Regions from separate parts of the Gasterosteus aculeatus genome. Here region 1 is linked to region 2. Evidence: chromatin contacts called from public Hi-C data. All regions are on one chromosome and are shown on one strand. The core of a region is the stretch at or near the end of the contact, and the rest is flanking DNA. Distances in the headings are between cores, read along the strand shown.

What was found. Hi-C and Micro-C count contacts between places; a contact is called where the count stands out from the background.
Region 1: a Hi-C map of skeletal muscle shows a contact between it and region 2, with 4 times the contacts expected there. The contact joins two enhancer-like sites. A contact is called at or near these places in 2 of 6 Hi-C or Micro-C datasets (skeletal muscle and whole body).

The regions. Positions count from the first base shown.
Region 1 is chr4:28,513,453-28,518,413 of fGasAcu3.hap1.1, forward strand. foxp2 (forkhead box P2) reads left to right here. Exons shown (of 18, transcript XM_078101794.1): 14 at 116-217; 15 at 2,537-2,658; 16 at 2,930-2,999; 17 at 3,882-4,213. Among protein-coding and RNA genes, the nearest start is that of mdfic, 29 kb to the right of the region's middle. Within about 2 kb of position 2,994, at least 3 of the 9 cell types and tissues checked have open chromatin away from gene starts, as enhancers often do.
Region 2 is chr4:28,464,661-28,470,076 of fGasAcu3.hap1.1, forward strand. The region is part of intron 3 of foxp2 (forkhead box P2); the gene reads left to right. Among protein-coding and RNA genes, the nearest start is that of foxp2, 40 kb to the left of the region's middle. Within about 2 kb of position 1,626, at least 3 of the 9 cell types and tissues checked have open chromatin away from gene starts, as enhancers often do.

The sequences.
Region 1 (4,961 bases), core at 1,744-4,243, 50 kb after region 2:
TGCTGCATGAATCATGGCAGCTTTCTCAGTTCGTTAATGTGTGTGTGTGTGTGTGTGTGTGCGTCAGTTACGTGGTCTCGTTAGTAAACCATTATTTGATGTCATCTCATTTCAGGCTATCATGGACTCTGCCGACATGCAGCTAACGCTTAACGAAATCTACAGCTGGTTCACGCGCACGTTCGCCTACTTCAGACGCAACGCTGCAACTTGGAAGGTAACCGCGATGAGCCCGAGCCCCCGGTGCAGCCCCCAACCTGCCCTTTCACCCTTTTTCCTCTGGCTGAAGTCAAAAACCAAATCGGGAGAAAGCACATATTTAGCGAGCGCCGAGCGATTAGTGCTCCGCTCCCCTTGTTCCTAACCTCTCCCTTGAATAGAGCCCATTCGTCCTCCTATTTATTTTCTCCTCCTGCCTTTTCTCTTCGGAAATGACAGCCGGAGGAATTATTCTGCCTTAGCTATCGTTTTCCTAATTCGGGTGCAATTAATAGCGGAGGCTTGGCGTGGAGAGGAGAGGGCTGTGAAGCACTAATTATACTGCAGCCACTCCATCATCAGCACCTTTTGTTATGGGAGACACCCCGCCGCCTAGTCCCCAAACCACCTTCTCTCGCATATCATTGGTGAATTAGTAGGAAAGATGGCCGTTTGCCCGCCCAACCATCTCTCAAACAGCCACAGACGCACGCTCACCGGAGCTCACGTGTGCACCAACACATACGTGTCTGAGGGCGGGTTAAAGGGTTTTTTTGTGCATGTGGAACCGAAAGCAGGGAGGAATGTGAAAACTGTCCCGTCATGGAGGTAGAACTCCTTCTTTAGCCACACAAAGGCCTCCATAAAGATGGTAAAGAAGGTGGGTCTTTCCTGCAGCGCGTGTTCTAACCGGGCGCCTGCTGATAAAGCAAGTCGGGGTTCGTCCCGAGGCTCCCGCGCGTCACGCGTTAGCCGCCTTTAGCCTTTGTGGCTGAGCAGAGGACTGGAGGGAAAACCCGGCCAGCGGCTCATCAGTATGCAAGACCTGGCGCGGTGCTAGATTTAAGCAAAGTGAATTAATTTGGATTTGGGATGCAAATGAGCACATGGGCGTGTGATCACCAATTCAGGAGGGCATGCAAGAAGATCGGTGCCCTTTTCCAGTTTGTTAGGTACAGTGTTTTGCTTAGCGGTAATGTTGTGACACGATTTGTTTTCTGAGGTTTTTGCGGCTAATGTTTGCTGCACAAATGTACCATTTCAAATGTGGGGTTTTTTTGTGCATTTTGCTTTCCCGTGATAAAATACCAATGCTATCACAATGACATTAGAAATATCTGGTCTCCTGGCTCTCACAATGATCTATTTACATCCACATCTCCACTATTCCCTTTGTAAGCATTAGGGCGGTGATCAGCGTTTGGCTTGTCGTTTGATTAACGGGTGAGATTTTGTTTTTTGTTTTTAAAGAGGGAAGAAGAAAAGAAAGGAAGTTTAATATCTCAGCTTGGTCTGAACAGCTCAAAAAAAGACCCCCCTCGTCCCCCCTTTCTCTCTGTTTTTCTCTCACCCAGAAGCTTATTAGTTCTAACTATATAGCATGCATAATAAAACTGCTCATTTGCTCATTAATATTAAAATTATCATTTTCACAGCCATGGGCATTAAGATCAATCAAATCCTGGGATTTTCAGGTCAGATGCGAAATCTGCTTATGAGCTTTTTCTTCTTTTTTTTTTGTCCTTTTTTCTTTTAGAAAGAGCAGTACACACCGACATAAGGGAGATGATAAATATGGGTGGCAGATATATTAAAGCCAAGGTTATTATTTGTAGAGTCTGATGCATGTTTTAATTATGGTCGTATGGTCATATTAATATAGGAGCGCTTTTTTCAATACGCTTTCTTTATTTTGTAATTATAAAAACACCCCACTGGTTTATTGTATGATTGTACGTACATTTTAATTCAAACACAGCTTTTCAGAAGTTTGAAAGGTGACGTGTCATTTAGGCATTTATTCAACGGCCAATGTGACCCATTATGGAGAATATTTGGACATATAGATGTCAGATACACTTCATCTTAATCCTCCCTATTCTTTCAGGCACACACACACTCCCCAGTACACACACACTGACACAAGGGCCTCCTGATGACTGTCTTTTTTCTTGCAATTCTGTCATCTTTAAAGCGATGTGTCCATTAAGAGAAATGCTTTTCTGGAGCAGAAAGGGTTACTGACATCACCATTATCAAGGCCGGCATTACCACTTCTGTCACCACCATAAGCCATTCGCTATGCTGATTACCTCCTTTTAGCCTACTTACTCTGATTGATATGTACTGTGTGCAGGACTTGTAAGAGCATTCGCTCTCACTCAATTTTTACTAATTAAATCAATGGTGCGTGAATGTTAAGAATTTCTTCCAAATGCAAGCAAAAAAAAAAAAGAAAAAATCTATTTCCAAGCCTTCTTCTTTCCTTGACGGTTAATGAACGAATGTGATTCGTTTTACTTCATCCCTCTGACCCGTGTGTCATGTCTCTCTGCAGAACGCCGTTCGCCACAACCTCAGTCTGCACAAGTGCTTTGTGCGTGTGGAGAACGTGAAGGGGGCGGTGTGGACGGTAGACGAGATGGAGTACCAGAAACGCAGGTCGCAGAAGATCACAGGGTACGAATGCTGTCACCTCTCCTTAGATCCAGATCTGAAGGTCAACGACATGTGGAGGATCAGAGGGCCTGATGGGTTAGGGTCCTCCTCTCCGTCTCCTTTTCTATCCAGTTATTTCTTACCTTTTAATTATGTGGACTGTTTAGTCTTCCATCCATGCAGCTTTTTTGACTACTATTTAATATATTTTCTGTTTAAACTGATGACATTATTGGGAACAAGGCAAGTTCCAGGTTGTACTCATTTCTTTTCTGTTTGAATGTTTATCCAGAAGCCCGTCACTTGTCAAGAACCTGCCCTCCAGTCTTGGCTACGGAACTGCACTAAACGCCAGCTTACAGGTATGAAGCAAAAGCCTCAGAGAAGCTCTGACTCACCAGCCACCCGTTTGTTTGACTGAACACCGGCTGACCAAATTTCTGTCTGAATGAGCGCGGCTTGTCTCCACATTCACAAACGTGGTTGCCTTTTTTGCTTTTGTTGTCCTTATACTCCTTATTCTCTGCTTGTGTTTTTCCTGTATCCCTTCTCCTTCTGTCTCCCTCTCTATCCTGAACACCGTCAAACTCAGAAGGCCACCCTGTGGTCAAATCCGGAAGCAACTCCCCTCCACTTTCTTTCCCTTTCTCTTCGCTGTGGCAGCCACCAGAGATTGGTAGTGGCATGTGCAAATGCAAGGGCATGTGCATTAATATTTATCTAAACTGTCATAAATGATTTGGCTTCATAGTGTACGCCGGTGAGGTGCTTATAGCAAAAACTTGAATCCCTGTATACAACTTTAATGCACAGCAGGCAAAAGTGTCGGGAGTTTTTATTATTTTGAGGTAAAGTTTTGAGGGACTTTTTTTAATAGCCACTCCACAGAAGGGCAGATGAATGGCAGCTGGGGGGGGAGGTGGTTGTCAGCAAGGTGTCACAAGGTGGATAATAGGCAGCCACAGAGTGGAAAAAAAACATTGCGACGAGTGTGTTTTAATAATTACTGAAGGAAATCTTACCGTTCTCTCACCTGCCGTATGTCATGCATCCCCCCCCCCCCCACCCTCTCCCTCCACACGCCATGCCTGCCTCCCAACATTTACACGTTTAAACTATTACACCCCTTTTGACATGCCTCTCCCCTAATACCTTTCCTGCATATTCCACCAACCTTCATTTACACTCTAATCCTCAATATTCCGTTTCCCTCCCTCCCTCCCCTCCCTCCCTCCCTCCTGCAGGCGGCCCTGGCTGAGACCTCCCTGCCCTTGCTGGGGACCCCCGGCCTCATGAACAGCGGCTCCACGGGCCCGATGGGAGGCAGCTGCCACGGCCTCCTGGGCGGAGATCCGTCCATCCTGACGGGCTTGAGTCCGCCCGGACTGTTGGGCGGGAGCCCAACCGGAATGTTGGGCGGGAGCCCGCATGGCCTGCTGGGCTGCAGCCCCCCGTGCACGCTAAGCGGCAGCCCCCCCACCCTGATGCACTCTGCCCACGACGGTTACAACGGCTCACTCGACCACCTGGACACCAACGGACACGGCAGCCCCGGGTACTCCCCACCAGTACACATGTGAGTACCAACAGATTACTCCAAGCAACGTATGTGATGATAACATGTTCTGTATGTACATTCGTGGGAACACACTCTACTGTTGTAAACTCTGTTTCGGTGTTCATTTCATTCTTTTTTTCTTAGGTAGTCAAGTGAAAATAAGAATGTGAACCAACGAAGTGAACTCATTATCCTCTGACCCAGAATCCCTTCCTGAGATAATTGTGTCACACACAGACCCCCCCCCCCCCTCACATCCTACAGTTTTTTTTACGTGTACCTATTTGAGAATGCAAGCACGTGTTCAACCAGCCACCTTCAGTCCTCCACTCGCTGTCCTTCTGCCCTCTGTTGGTTTAATTGCTTGATATTTAACCCGTGGTATCAGTATGTTCTTCAGTTTGCCATGACCCGAGGGCAAGGTTCAATTTGCAATATGTGTCGTATCAAACTTCTCTCTTTGTCTCTGTTTTGGTTTTATTTGAATTGTTTTGTGCTAATAGCTGAGGTGAGCCGGACGTTTTGGATAACAGTTGGTTCTAATTCTATAAATAGACCCCATTACACATTCATCTTTAATTACACCACAGTGTGCTTTGCAGGGTTTTAGCTGCTATATTTTACGTGAGACAGTTCCCATTAATATTGAGTAACTGTAATTACTTTAAAAATCCCTCCTTTTCCCATCTCTGCTTTAATGGAGCTGAGAGAGAAAGAGTGTTTAGAAAAAGAAAAATAATATGAGTAATGTGAGTTTCAGGAATGT
Region 2 (5,416 bases), core at 376-2,875:
CACGCCGCCCCCACAACCTAAACACTTACTATCACTATCATCTTCTCCCCCAATGCCATACATCCTCAGAACCCCCCCCCCCCCCCCCAGCACATTACCACGCCAATAACAGCCTTCCTGTCTTTCTCCTACCACGATAATAAGTGGTCTGGGTTCTCCCTCATTGCAAGATTATGGCTTGAGGAAATGGCATCAAATAGTGGGTGTGCTGAAACGCAGGACACCGGCAATTTACGGGACGTCAAACGCACGCGCGCGGGGGGGCAAGCCGGCAGCCGCGCTCACGCAGCCAGCAGAGCCACGGAACCCCCAGCTACAATATCGGCATCCGTGGCTCCTTTCCGACCCAGTTGGTCTGGGACAGGCTGAGCTGAGGTCAGGGCTGGTATCCCTCAGGGAGGGGGCACAGGCCGCGGCGGAAGCCGTGGTAGGCCCACACACACACACACACACAAATGTAGGCACACACGTGCCTGCAGTCACACCCTCAGGTGCCGAGTATTGTCACTATCTGTCTCTCTCTCCAGCATTGTGTGTGTGTGTGTGTGTGACTGTGTGTGACAGTTCCATCACCCCCACAGTCACATCGTCAGCTCGGTCGCCGGCTCATCATTGCTGCTCGGCTGTGTTTCTAATTGACATTCTAATTGGCAGATTTGAATGCCGCCTTTAGATGGCTAATTAATTTATCTCACCGCTGTCATTAAGGTTAAAGCACCATCTGATCTCTGCGAATATACTTTGCATATATCTGCATTATCATTACGTTGGTGTTGGACACATTGTGCCGATTTTTTTTCAGAGGAGGGTGAGAACGTATCAGATTATGGATTATGAGATTAGAATGGGTCTTTTATTCTTTGTGTATTAAATTCAAATGATGTCATTGGCTTTTGTTTTTTTTATTTTTTAACTCAAGCCGTGATGTCTAATTTCTTATTTTTATCCGAATGAAGTTCTAAACGTCAGTCATCACGTGCAAGTGCATTAAAAGCACATTTAATTCCCAATTTTTCTTGGATTTCCATAGCGGTTTGCATTGCATTCAGATGTTATTAAAAATCCTTAATTCCTTATCTCATATATCTTCACGTTTTCTGCACATCCATCGCCGTTCTAGGAAAGAAAGCGCGAGAAAAAAAAAAAGAGATCCAAACTCCATTAGAATGTTCATAAAATTGTAGTAAAGGCAATCAGACAGTCTTTCTCTGAATATTTTAAACATTGTGCATGTAAAATTTATGCCTAATTTGAATACTTATTAGCCGGCTGATCTCGGCTGCAGCCTTGAGTTTCTTATGCTGAGATTCATCACCGGATTGGTTGTCACATTGTGCCAGTCTTCCCCCTGCACCACCACCACCTTCCTCCCTCCCACCCTCCCTCCCACTCCTTTGCTCTCTCTTTCACTCTCATTCTTTTCATCTGTCTCTCTCCGTCACGCCACCCCCCCCCCACCCCCCCCCTTCTGACACCCTCTCTGCTCCTCTCTCTCTCTCTCTCTCTCTCTTTCCATCTCTCCGTCTTCTGTTTCTTCTGCACGTCTCTCCATCCGTAGTGAGCGCTTGTGGTGTTAAACAGCGGCCTGTTTGTTCACAAGCACGCCTCGTCCTGGCCTCTTCCCTATTTACTTGTGTCCCGGGCAGCTGTCGCCCTGCTCTGTGTAACAGCTCAGTCCTGTTTGTTCTCGCTGCCTGGATCCTGTTTATCCTGGCTGTGGACATCCTTTAAGGCCTGTCCTGTATCTGCCCCTCATCAAACACACACACACACACACACACACGGGTAAAGACGTGTACACACTTCTATTAAAACGGTATTTACCGGCCAAGGAATACACATGGTACCCTTGTGGGCTGGGCAAAAATGCGCACACACACACACGCACACACACTCACAGTCAGCTCCACCGTTCGCCCCTCTTTTGTTGCACGGAGGTGGATTGGCACAAAACTTCGCTCAGAAGGTAGTCAAAGTTTATTTTCTTTAAAAAATTGAATTGTCTCAAAAATCACTAATAATAAGAATATTTTTTCAAGATAGATCCATGTTGTTGCATTTTGTTGGGTCTTGGGGTCACTTTTTTATTGGGAGATAGTGTACTGATGTTGGGGCTCCTTTATACCCCACTAAAGGTGCCGAACATTAAATGCAGGAGAAAATGATAAAACATTTATTACTGGAGAGAGGGAAGGTAATATGCATAATTTATGCTGTTTTTAGCACAATCATTAGTGATATTCGTGATAGATTTTTTCCTTTCCTTCCCACTGTTTTTTTTATCCTTCTTTAACCAGTTTTACATATCTATTAAATGCAAAAAAAAATGCATTCAATAAGTTATATTTATTTAAAAATGTGTTGACTTGCATTTTAAATCCCGCACAACAAACATTGACTGCAGCTTGGTTCAATTGTCTTATTTTTTTATATATAAAAAAATAAATGAATATATAAGGCTTCATTCAGGAAGAGCAAATAAAGAAATCGATCCGATGAATGGCGTATGAGCACCCTGCCTCTATGGAAGCCTGTGATTTCATTTAACCACAGCACAGATGACAAACCCATTATAGTGTTCATCATCAGCCCTCCTCCCCGCCGCCAAATTTTAATTTTGCATGATTAGCTTTGCGTCATTAGGCCACTTCATTCAGACGTGACACACTGAAAGTCAGACAGCCTCAAGACGTCAGATATTTTGTGCCCGTGCTCCTGTTTGTCCTGTCTGTGTAGCCTGGCTGTCCTAAAGTGTGAGGGAGACATTAAGAACTGAGCAAATGCTCATTTTTTAATCACATAATGGCACAGGCAAATTTTTACCTTAATTTCGCGCAAATGTAATTTTGTTTTAAATAAAAAGAATATAACTTTTTTTTTTTTAGAACCACATGCAAATTGTATGGATAAAAAATTTGCCACACTACCCCTCCCATTTTAAATAGCACCAGGATGTGCATCTCTTTGTATTGCTTCATTTACACAATGAATGCATAATTGCTCCTCCTGCATCCCCCCCCACCCCTTCTCCTTTCCCCCCTCCTTCTTCTTTAAATGCTTTAATTTGCAGTGGGGGACTGAGGGCTTGATAATGGAAGCGTAAAAAAAAAAAAGAAAAGGAGGGAAAAAAGGGGGGAATTGTGAGTAGAAGAGCCCTAACCGGTGCCTCTTAATCACTTCTAGGTTTTAAATCATGATGATGCAGGAGTCGGCCACAGAGACAATAAGCAACAGTTCAATGAGTCAAAATGGAATGAGCACCCTAAGCAGCAGCCAATTAGAGGCTGGCAGTAGAGATGGGAGATCAAGCGCTGGTGACACGAGCAGCGAAGTAAGCACAGTCGAGCTGCTGCATCTGCAACAACAGCAGGTAAGTTGTGTTTCTCCCCCGTCTCGCCTCTCTGCCGCTCTCTCCCTCTCTCTCTCACTCTGTTCTCCCCTCGCTCTGCTCTCTCTGCTCAAGCAGCGCTGGGGTTTTTCAACATAGACACCAGGCAACAATGAAGTATGTTATGGTGTGTTTTTTTTGTGGTTGTTTTTTAGTACAAGAGGGAAGAAAAAAAACATTGTTTATTTTATCATCTGTTTGTGTTGTTGGTAAATTTTCACGGTTGCTTGTTGTGCTGTCAGCTTGTTTTGCCTGAAGCGTATGCCTGTAAAGGGATTTTTTTTTTTACAGTGACTTATATTTGTTTTTTGCGAAGGCGTACACTGGATTTCTGCTTCTATTTATAGAGATTATGTTGCAGCAACATCAGGCTGTGTTAGACAATGTGTGTGTGTCAGTGAGAAAAAGTGGGAAATAGACAGAGAAAGGGGAAGAACGTGTGCGTCGGAGCATCGTACGGACCCGCTTGGGAAGCGTGTGTGTGTGCGCGCGTGTGTGTTAGTATGTCATGGCAGCGCTGCATCCACCAGAGGGCCTCCTAACTCGGCACTGGTTGGAGGCTCACACACACGTAGAGAAACTAACCACAGTCCCACCGGCGGCAGAGAAACCTTTGACCAGGACCCTTTTGAAAGACCTTTTTTGCATGAGGGTCCCCGCAACTATAAAGTCATTTTGATATTTTGAACCTCGCCGTTAGTATTCCTTCTGTTATGCGCTGACGCTATTCTCTCCTATTGGACATTCGTCGTATCATTTTCTCGTGGCGGCCGGCACAGATGACTGATTCTGTTTAAAAAAACATTAATGTCCATGTTTTATTGTATCGGCTCTGTCAGAGAGAGGGTGAATGAACTGCGGAGCAGTGTAGGAGGTGTGGTTTTGGGGGGCCGGGGGGCCGGCAGGAGTTGTGAAAGTCAGTCGCCAGCCGAGTAAGGGAGTCAAGTGTCTTTTCACGGTGAATGATGGCTTTGACAGTTTGCCAAAAGAGCAGTGGGAGACGGGGTCAGAGGGCGATGCTTCGGGGTGGATGGGGGACGCCGCGGGGTCGTAATGATGCTCGCTGTCCTTTTGGTGCGTGTGTGTGTAAATTTGGAGGCAGCTGAAAGCCTGTGGTCAGTGTGGTCGGGGCCACACAATAGACGACGGCGTGTTTCTGTGTGTCTGCATCTGTATGTGTGCAGAGAGGGGGTGGTGGGGGGGGGGTATTCGGTGTAGCAAACCCAAGCATGTCCCGCAGGCAACCCCCCGACCCGCCACCTCTTCCACCCTCCCCACCCCACCCCCAATTCCAACTCAACACCCACCCTCCAACCCCAGTGGTCCCGCTGGTGGCTACAGCAACATCACAGCACTGTGGCCCCCTCCGAACCCCCCCCATTTATCACCACTCTGCCATTCTTCCTATATACACCCGCCTGATTGGGGTCAATTCGCTCCCTCTTTCAGTCATCACTCTTTTACATTTGAAGGTGTTGGGTAGAGGACTGCTCCCTATCTGGGTTGATACTCTGGGCTGATAGAGAGGCTAAAATGGAAAGAGATAGTGAGCAAGATAACAAGGTAACATCCAGAGGCTGATCCGTGCACGTGCACTAGAAAACGCATACAAGGAAGTAGTTAAAATTACATATTTTAATATTCATTCTGTGCATTTTAAATGCTAAAAAAAAAGAAGTGTAAATCATTTTACGAGATTTGCCTGCATGTACACATTGAGAGATTTAATGTGAGCCAACGTTAGTGAGATTAGTGTTATTGACGTAAGCAGAGAAAAAGTGCTTGTGAAACGGGTTCATGTAAAAGTTAACTCAACAAAGCTGCGCCTTTTTGAAGGAAACAAAATATTAAAAAAACCACAGAGAGAAAATCAACGTAAGCATAAAGTGCCTTGTTAAGTCTCTGAGATGGACGTATGCGGCTAGAAGCTCCTAGAGGTTGGGGTGGTGGGGTTCGGGGGGGGGGGGGGGGGGGGGCAGTTGTGTGACAGTGTGAGCCTTGTAAAGAGGCCAGCCCAACCCAGAGACA